2 separate regions of the Arachis hypogaea genome follow, and region 2 is linked to region 1. Evidence: chromatin contacts called from public Hi-C data. All regions are on one chromosome and are shown on one strand. Each heading gives the region's core, a stretch centred on a gene start, on an enhancer-like site or on the middle of the called end of the contact. The rest is flanking DNA. Distances are from core to core; before and after follow the strand shown. Region 1 overlaps LOC112791204 (neutral/alkaline invertase 3, chloroplastic). Region 2 holds the start of LOC112791206 (probable WRKY transcription factor 24).

Region 1 (4,990 bases), core at 821-3,320:
TGGTTGTGCATTTCCTTATAGAGCAAAAATGATGTTTTTATATGTGCTATTTGGCATGAAGAAGAAACAGATTATCTTGTGCAAGATTTATGAACAACATTCCTATCCCTTATTCTAATTAGAATGAGCTTTATCTTCTTTCATAGTAAGGTGTTGATGATGTTAGTTTATAATTGTTGCTAACTATTATTATGTGTAAGTGGTTGATATTAATATCATCCCATGCTAACAGGTGAAACTTCAAATTGTTTCTGCCACAGTTGGCAAAAGTAAAGAATTTTAACTTTATCTGTAAGTTTCGATTTTGGAATCCATTTAACTTTTAAAATCCCTATCATTGTAATAAACTAATTTCTATGACTAGCTTTGAGAATCAATTTTCATCTCCTGGGAAGGAGAAAACCTCATAATGTAGAATGTATTAATCATAGGAAAATATTGAATTTTATGTATTCTAAATTAGTTTCTTATTTTATTATGAGAAGTATCTTGTATTAAATGTTTGCAACAAAGATTAAATAGTGATTAAGTGAGCTTCTCCAATGCGTATTCCATTGCGTTTATTGTTTCTTCATTTTTTTCCCTAGGCACTATTTTATTCTGCCTTACTTTGTGCTCGGGAGATGCTTACTCCGGAAGACGGATCAGCAGATCTTATACGAGCATTGAACAATCGTCTAGTAGCTCTTTCATTTCATATTAGAGAATATTACTGGATTGATATGAAAAAGTTAAATGAGATTTATCGGTATAAGACAGAGGAGTACTCATATGATGCAGTTAACAAGTTCAACATATACCCAGACCAGATTTCTCCTTGGTTAGTAGAATGGATGCCAAACAAAGGAGGTTATCTTATTGGTAACCTGCAACCGGCTCACATGGATTTTCGATTTTTTTCACTTGGAAACTTGTGGTCCGTTGTAAACAGCTTGGCCACCATGGAGCAATCACATGCAATATTGGACCTCATTGAAGCCAAATGGTCGGATTTGGTAGCAGAGATGCCATTCAAGATCTGTTACCCTGCTCTCGAAGGTCAGGAGTGGCAGATAATCACAGGCAGCGATCCTAAGAACACGTATTATATCTTTTCTATGGTGCTTTTCCGATGTCTGGTTTATCGAAATGTTCATCAAATGATTTTATTGTGCCATTCTATTTTTTTTTTTTACAGGCCTTGGTCCTACCATAATGCAGGCTCCTGGCCAACATTGCTATGGCAGGTTAGCTATATTGGCCAAGTCACTCATGACAAACAATAATTTTATTAGTTAGTGATAAATTACACTGTTTGAGTTTTATGAAGGTTTGAGGATTTTGTTTAATCACTATTATTGCAGCTCACTGTTGCATGCATAAAGATGAATAGACCTCACATTGCTGCAAAAGCTGTTGAAATTGCTGAGAGAAGAATATCCAGAGACAAGTGGCCGGAATACTATGACACAAAGAGATCTCGGTTCATTGGAAAGCAATCGCGACTGTTTCAGACTTGGTCGATTGCAGGATATCTCGTGGCGAAGCTGCTGCTGACTGACCCGAGCAAAGCAAATATACTGATTACCGAAGAGGACTCTGAACTTGTGAATGCCTTGATTACTGCAAATCCCAGAGGGAAGCGTGGTCGGAAGAATTTGAAGCAGACCTACATTGTATGAAACCTTGAATTGCCATTCACTTTGTTCCTTTGGGTGGGTGGTATAAGCTTCAGAGTCCATTTTTGTTCTTGTAATCCAATCCATTCATCAGATTTGTAGCATGTTATTCTAGAAACATTAGAGATGTGAAAAATATATAGGAATGATGAACCTGTGATATAGTATAGTAGTATGTACATGGATATGTAATTGTGTAGAAGATATTAATAACTTTGGGATTGTAAGTATCATACAAAAAGATGTAGCTAATGATAGACTGTGAGGACCTTTATGTTTTAAAAAACGTTTTCCCCCGTTTGTTTTAAAAGGGGAAAAAAATTATATCTAGCTACTATTAATTAAAAAAAGTGTACAAGCATTTTGCGTTAAGCCGAAAGAAATGGATACATATCAGCATGATGCATATCATAAATGTACCAGTTGGCCCATTCTTATGACTCAATAGAAGATTGAATTAGAACACTACCCGGAGAAAAATAACAGGTTAGGCTTTTCCTTTTTTTTTTCTTCGCCTTTTCAAACTAATTTTAGTTTAGGCTCTACGCACCCCGCGACCAAAAATAAATAACTATTGAAAAAATTTATTCTTCGCTCTCGAATTCAATTATTGTTATATTTTAGTCATATAACAATAATTACAAGATTTTATAGTGCCATTTAATTATCTGTCATTCTACCTGAAACTTTTCATCAGAAAATAAGTGTGAGTCAAACATTTTTAACAGATTCAATGATATAAAAATAAATGTCTATATAATTTTTTAATGTTTATAGTGGTTGTGGTGGTCTTAAAATTAAATTCTAATTTAAACATGAGTAAAATATTATTTTTATTGTCAATATTTTGGATACGTCTTAAAGTTGTTCTTAACGTTTAAATTGTTTTATTTAAGTTTTTAATATTTTAAAATCATCTTATAATGTCGTCATCTTGTTAATAATCTGTTAATAGAATTGATGATGAGATAAAATTGAGACAATTTTGATATGTAAGAAACTTAAATAAGACGAAAACGTTAGGGACAAAAACGATACATTACTCTTAAAAAATTAGCAAATCAAGTAAAATGATAGTGAATTTTAACAGAATAAATTACATTACAAATTCAAGATTTACTCGTACTTGTAAAATAGCTAATATATAAATTTACAGAAAAGAAAAAAAAGAGCTATATATATATATATATATATATATATATATATATATAAACCAAGTTGGGTTGGTCTAGTGGTTAGCTCACTAGTCCGCTTAAGCAAGTGTCGGGGGTTCGAATCCCGCCTTGTGCATGCAGCAACCCATTGGCCAGCGGCAAACCCTTAAATGGAGCTCAGTACCGCGGCGGATTAGTCCTTGACCTGTCGGGTTAGGGGATACCGTGGGAAACCAAAAAAAAAATATATATATATATATATAATAAAGTATAAAGTATACATTTTTGTCTTTAATATACCCAACTTCTTTAATGTTTAATTTAATTAAATTTTATTTTTAAATTTTAAATAAATTTTAATTTTTTCTTTTAATAATTTCAATTTTTTTACGATAGATAATTATTTAATTTATTTTTAAATTTTATTCTTAATAAAAATAAATTTAATTAGAATGGAAGTAATTTGATTAAGAGTAAAATTAAAAAATAATTTATTTAGAATAAAAATAACGTAATTAAGAGTAATTTACGTAAACACAATTAAAAAAATAATTAAATAATTATCTACCATAATGATATTATTGAAAGATAAAATTAAAATTTATTTTAAATTTAAAATTAAAGGTATAATTTATATTTTATGGTATATGTACCATGCTCTCTTTTTTTCCAAAAGTTTATGTACTAGTCACTCTACAAATATTTATTAATGATAAAAATCTTTAAAAGTACAAAAATTAAAAAAATTACGTAAAATGAAAATAATGTGATTAAGAGTAATTTAATTAAATGTGATTAAAAAAATTGAATAACTACGACAGTTAAAAATTAATATTATTGAAAAATAATTAAAATTTATTTTAGAATTAAAAATAAGATTTATTTAAATTAAACATTAAATAAAAAAGTTCGATACACATTAAAGATAAAATAATATAATTTATACTTTATTGTATATATATCATACTTTTTATTAGGAGTTTATATGTTAGCAATTCTTATAAGTATTAGTATAACTTTTGAATTCATATATATAATGCAATTCATTTATTAAAATTCATTATCATTTTATTTGATTTGATAATTTTAATGTATCATTTTTGTTCTTAACATTTTTGTTTTATTTAAATTTTTGACGTTTTGTTTAATCATCTCACTTTTATCCCACATTAATTCTGTTAATAAATTACCAACGACAAAACAATATTAAAATAATTTTAAAATATTAAAAATTTAAATAAAAACAATTTAAATATTATAAATAATTTTAAAACTTACCTCAAATAGTGAAAATAAAAACAATACTTTATTTTTTAACCTTTCACGGTGAATTTATGTATGAGAACAATTCATAACAATTAATGTTAGACACATTTTTTTATACCCACTTAAGGTATATGTTCTCATTTACGAAAATAGTGGTTTTGTTCATTTAATCTCGTAAGAAAAATTTAGAGGATATTAGTTTGCGAAATATTTTTTATTTTCATTTTTAAAAAATAATTTTTATTTTTAACTTTTTACAATTTAAAAAACATAATTAGTTTGCAAAAAAAATATTCATATTTAAGTATCGAAGATAATAAAAATATGTTTATTGATTCATTTTCAAAAGATATTTTTAATATTATAAAATTACAAAAATATATTTTTATTAAATAAAGAATTTTAGTTATTTAATTTTTTATTAAGTTAACAATTAGTTTTTATACAGTATCAAAATAAATTATTATCTTATTATGCTATTTTAGAAAATCTGGTATCTTGTATATATATGTAGTTGATTTTATATTTTCTATGATAATATATAATAATAAAAAATATCAATTGAAAAAATAATAAAATTGTAACCAAAATCAATTCTATTTTACTTATTTTGTTATTGTTTCTTTAGATTTATACCAAACGAAATCAATTAATTAATATTAAGAAATTATTGATGTAAATATATTTTTTTAACAAATAATTTATTAATAAAATAATAGATAAATAAATATTAAAGTTAAAAAAATTAAAATTTAAAACAAAACAAACTTTCTTGTCATTAATTTTTATTATTGATACTTTCATAATTAATTGTCGATTTAAAAAAATTTTTTATAACAAAATTATTTTTTTAAACGAGATGGTCTTATCTTTGAAAAATAAATTTTAAAAATAAAAAAATCAATAAATACA
Region 2 (4,990 bases), core at 1,682-4,181, 100 kb after region 1:
ATAACGATTATAGTCTAACTAGATAGGCAGGTATATAAACAAGTTATAATGATCGATCTAAAATTCTAATCAAATATGTCTTTGCTTCAGCCGTAGTTACATAAATAGAAGAAGCCCATCAGAAAAGTAGGGCAACTTACGAATTCACTGGTATCTTATTTCTTTCATAAAACACCAAGATATATTAATATTACTACATGCATGTTAAGTAATTATAAAAAGTAGACACAAATCAAGCACACTGGTATGGTATGTGCTTGGAATAAGGGATGAAAATGGAAGGAGTGGGTATATATATATATATATATATATATATGGAGAAGAGTATATATACATGTGCATGCATCCATAAAATCCAAAAACATGCACATTATATGGTAAATTTTGCCTCTTCACCAATTCCCTCTCTACCTACTCCAATTTCATCTCTACCAAGCACACCCTTTGGAAGCTACACATATAAAAATATGCAACGTACAACATTCATCATATTATAAGTTATAAATATATAAATTTTGATGTTGGTGTTGATGATCATCGTATATATATGACTACTACCAGAAGAAGTTGGTAAGTTGAGAGGGAGGTTGAGAGTCTTCAACATCATTGGATGGAGTGTGTGCATGTCTTCCTTCGTATGTTGTTATCACCATTCTTGGATCCTCAGCTAAGCGCTCCACACGTTTCTTTACGCGACAATTGTCTTGTGTGCAACGGTAGTAGCTTCTGCACATGCATCGTAAACATGCTTCTTCAATCATTATTCTTACTATTAATTCATCTTTATGTCAAATAATTAATGGCCAAAGTCTTAATTGAATTCAGAAAATATATATGGCATGCATGTGCCAATAATTGTGGTATATATTAGTCACACTACTAAACAAATCTTCATGATGCTAAAGTAATAAGTGGGTACTGCAGATTGAATCATTTCACTCTTTTTGAGTGTTCTCATTTTCCATAGTAAAAAATCATGAAGGCACACGAAAATGTTATGATGAAGGACTTGGTTAATTATGGGGCTTCTATAATGCATCAGGGAAATATAGCGAAGAAAAACAAATTTTGAATTTGAATGAGCTTCATTACATGCATTTACACGAAAAATAAACTAAACAATATCTAACCGCCATAATTAATTTTGGAGACTTACATATAATTTTTTTATGTGAAGTTAATAATTAAAATTTATTAAAAAATTATTTGATATGTTTGATTAAATTATTATCAAATAAATTTTAACTATTAATTTTATATAAAGAATACTGCATCCTAACTTTTCACCATAATTAATAGTAACTCTTCTATTCTCATTCTGTCATTAGCAAAAATTCTTTTATGTTCCATGCTTTTCTTTTTCTCCCTCAAACTTGACATAAAGTGAAAAATCTTGCTTTAATAATTATTGTTGTCATCCCCACACATTATTCAAGAAAACTAAAATCTTCCCAAAACCCAGAAGCTAGCCTCAAAGCCAATGTGCGTGGGTGAAGACTGATAAAAAAAAAAAAGCAATAATGTGATAGGGGTGTGGGAAAGATTGGAGAGAGAATGAATCACCATTAGTATATAAAACATGTGTTGGTGTATAGTACAACCGCTACAAGGTTTAAACAGAAAAATTAAATAAACTGACATGTATTAATCTATTATTGTTTCAACTTTTTATACTAAAGCAAAAACAAGAAGAGAAAAACTTTGAACCACAATAGCATTAATAAAAAACGAAAGTATGTACCTGGGATGCTGTGTGTTCTTGACCACTTTTTGACCGTACTTCCTCCATTTGTAGCCATCGTCCAAGACATCTACATCGCTCATAGTCTTGAAGCAAAACCTAGGCTCTCTAACCTTTCGTCTTCCCTTGATTTTCTTCATCTTAATGGTAGGAACCCCCACATGATGATGATGATTATCTACTACATTTCTTTTACTGCTGAAGCAATCAGGTACTTCTCCCGTTGCCCTATATGGAAACCAAACCCGTGACTCACTATCTCTATACATATAATTACGTTATCTCATTTTCCAAAAATAGTTTATCAACAAGGAAAAAACAACTTCAATAAAAGAATTAATGTTCTCACCATGGATTACTTATAGTGGATCTGTTCAAAGATAGGAACTGAGGTCCAAGAAAAGTTGTAGAGGTGAGGTCCAATCCTGATTTTTGTTGCGCATCAGTTGCGAGTAGGGTTTCAGCGGTTAGGTTTGATGTTGAATCAGCTTGATCAGATGCAAGTGAATTTGGAGATAATATGGAAGAGAAGGGTTTCAATAACGAGTAGCAGGGTTGTTGTTGATTGCATCCCAAAGGAGAAGTAGGGAAGATCATGTTTGTTGGTAGAAGAGGAAGAAATCCCATTTCTGTAGCCATATTCTCATTATCATGATGATCTTGCTCCCCAAATAAGCTTTGGTTATTAACCATAGTTTGTGAAGTTGTTGTTGTTGACATCATAATAATAACTCCTACTTATTACTATTAGTACCAAGATGATGATCCAATATATATATATATAGAAAGATGATGATGATCTTTGTGAGGAGCAAGAATGTTTTTTTCTCTCTCTATTTTTGGAAGCTATTACACTATAACTTATATATAGTGTTTACAAAACCCAATAACTTTCCCTTTTGCTCTTTGCCCCTCTCTCTCTGCTATATTCTAAACATGTGATGGGGGAATTGATAATCTCTTGGATTTAGAATAAAACAAACAATGTTTGAAAGTAACAAATAGCTGAAAATGTTGAAAAAGGGAAAGCGAAGAATATGCTAAAAAGTGAAGAAAGATAATAGGAAAGAAGAGAGACTTTTCGTGTAGTATAGCATACCTTTATTTATTTATTTTTCAATTTACAATGGAAGAAGCTATCAGTTTGTCCTCAAGTCGTAGTATAGTGATGGCACTGTTCGTGTGTGTGCTAATAATAATAAAAAGCTTCTGGGAAAAACTGGTTAGTGGAATTTCACTGTGCCATGGAGGTCAACAATAGACGACAAAAATTCGTAAAAAATATTATTTATATACTAAAATTAATTACTATTATATATAAATATATGTAATTTAATTTATTTTTAATATATATTTTATATTAATAACTAATTTTAATAATTAATTTTAGTTTGCCCTCAAAATCTATATGAAACTTCCATGCAACATCCTCCCCTATATATGTTGTTACTGTAGAATTGTAGGTTATTATTATTATATCAGAAGAATATTAAAAAATTATTAAAATTTATTATTTTTAATTAATAATTAATTATTAATACTAAAAATATAAATTAAAAATGTATTAAATTATTAGAGTAAAAAACTTATATTAATAATTAAAAATAATAAATTTTCTGAATTTTTTTAGTTTTTTTTTCGTTATTTAATATGGGAAAAAGCAAAAGCCTAATATTAATAATGATGAGTGCACAATAATAGAGATAGATACATAGAATCAAATGTATATATAAGTGATGAAAAAAATTAATCCATCATATATTCATCATCAATTCAGTGTAAAGTATCTATATATCTATCACTTTCTCCGGTGTTTGTTTATTATTAAGATCATTTTTATTATAAAAATATTTCTTTTCTGGGGGACCAATTTCATATATTGAATGTTAATATATATTATTCATTTAATATATATACTATATAATGATTATATATATTGGATGCATTTCTCTCTCTGCTGCATCGGCGGTGAAGCATCATTATGGTGGGTGATTGCTCATTTGACTTTTGGGATCAAAAAAGCTTCTTGCCTTTCTCATATCCCTTTTGCTCTTTTAACTTTCTAAACTCGAACTAACCCCACATTCACCTACCTTTTTTCTCAAATTCCAAAACCCCAAACTTATAATATTGTTATCATCTCATATGAATTAATTAAGAGGGTGACAACCATGATTAATTACTTCATATTCTTTTGTCATGCCTAAAAATTTGTGGACCATCTGGACAATTGAAAGCGTCCAGTTTATCTACCGTTCAAGAATTTAGCCACAATATATAATAATTCAGTTAATAATAATTATGTTCTCTTTTTGTTACTTGTCATTAACTAATAAGCACATAAAATGATGAAGTACATTTTTTGTAGAAACTGATGAGTGAAGTAAAAAGTATAGCTATTGAGTAAGAAATCTTACAATTAAGTAGATTATTAGATGATTATATACACATAAGTAGCAAAGCCAAAGTGACAAATATAATTACTTTTTGAACTCTAGGAGTCTATATTACAGTGTTTGTTACCCCTTCTTTGTTAGTTTGTTGGTATTCCCAAAAAAACAAGGCAGCTATTTCATCTTGTAGCTCTTAGATTAATTTAACAATTCCCCTAAATAGATGATAGAGATGGTAAACAATGGATTACATTTTAGGTTCACTAAATATGAATAAATTTAATTAATATTTTAAATTTTAAAATTAAAATTAACTTTTTTGTTAACCTATTATTTTTTACGTTGTTAAAAAAAATATTATTCCCTATACTTTCTTTTAATTTAATTAGTAAGATAGTAGCAACTAGAAAATTTGTATTGGAAGCTTTATATCATGTAAGAAGAAGGGAAAAATCCTATGACCTACCTACTCACAGTCTTAAGTCTTAACAGGTATTTTATATTGAAAAAAGAAAACATATATATAGAATTGCAATTTGAGATGGAAATAGATCTGGTGCTTGGCCTATATTTGATCTAATACTTAATTTAGTTTGTCATAAAATACGTTTAGATCCAGATTATTTATTAATAAGTTAGATCCAAGTTTGCAAATTAGTTTTATTAATTTGTCGGATCTTAAAAGTTATTAAATATTTTAAATTTATTATATTTTATTAAAATATTTTTATAATTTAAATACTTTAAAAATAATTATATTCTTGTAAATATTGAATTTTATATATTGCATATAAGTAATTGTCATTAAAATGAGTTTCTTAAGATAAATATTTTATTTAAAAAAAAATATCAAATC

The links. Hi-C and Micro-C count contacts between places; a contact is called where the count stands out from the background.
Region 2: a Hi-C map of an unstated tissue shows a contact between it and region 1, with 2.1 times the contacts expected there. The contact joins the promoter of LOC112791206 here to the enhancer-like site in region 1. A contact is called at or near these places in 2 of 8 Hi-C or Micro-C datasets (leaf and an unstated tissue).

The regions. Positions count from the first base shown.
Region 1 is chr3:122,601,456-122,606,445 of arahy.Tifrunner.gnm2.J5K5, forward strand. LOC112791204 (neutral/alkaline invertase 3, chloroplastic) reads left to right here. Exons shown (of 7, transcript XM_025833935.3): 5 at 588-1,081; 6 at 1,178-1,226; 7 at 1,344-2,089. The coding sequence ends at 1,661. Among protein-coding and RNA genes, the nearest start is that of LOC112791204, 4.9 kb to the left of the region's middle. Within about 2 kb of position 2,071, at least 2 of the 3 cell types and tissues checked have open chromatin away from gene starts, as enhancers often do.
Region 2 is chr3:122,702,944-122,707,933 of arahy.Tifrunner.gnm2.J5K5, forward strand. It overlaps LOC112791206 (probable WRKY transcription factor 24), which reads right to left and starts at 2,932. Exons shown (of 3, transcript XM_025833937.3): 1 at 2,091-2,932; 2 at 1,742-1,969; 3 at 50-726. The coding sequence starts at 2,464. The coding sequence ends at 555.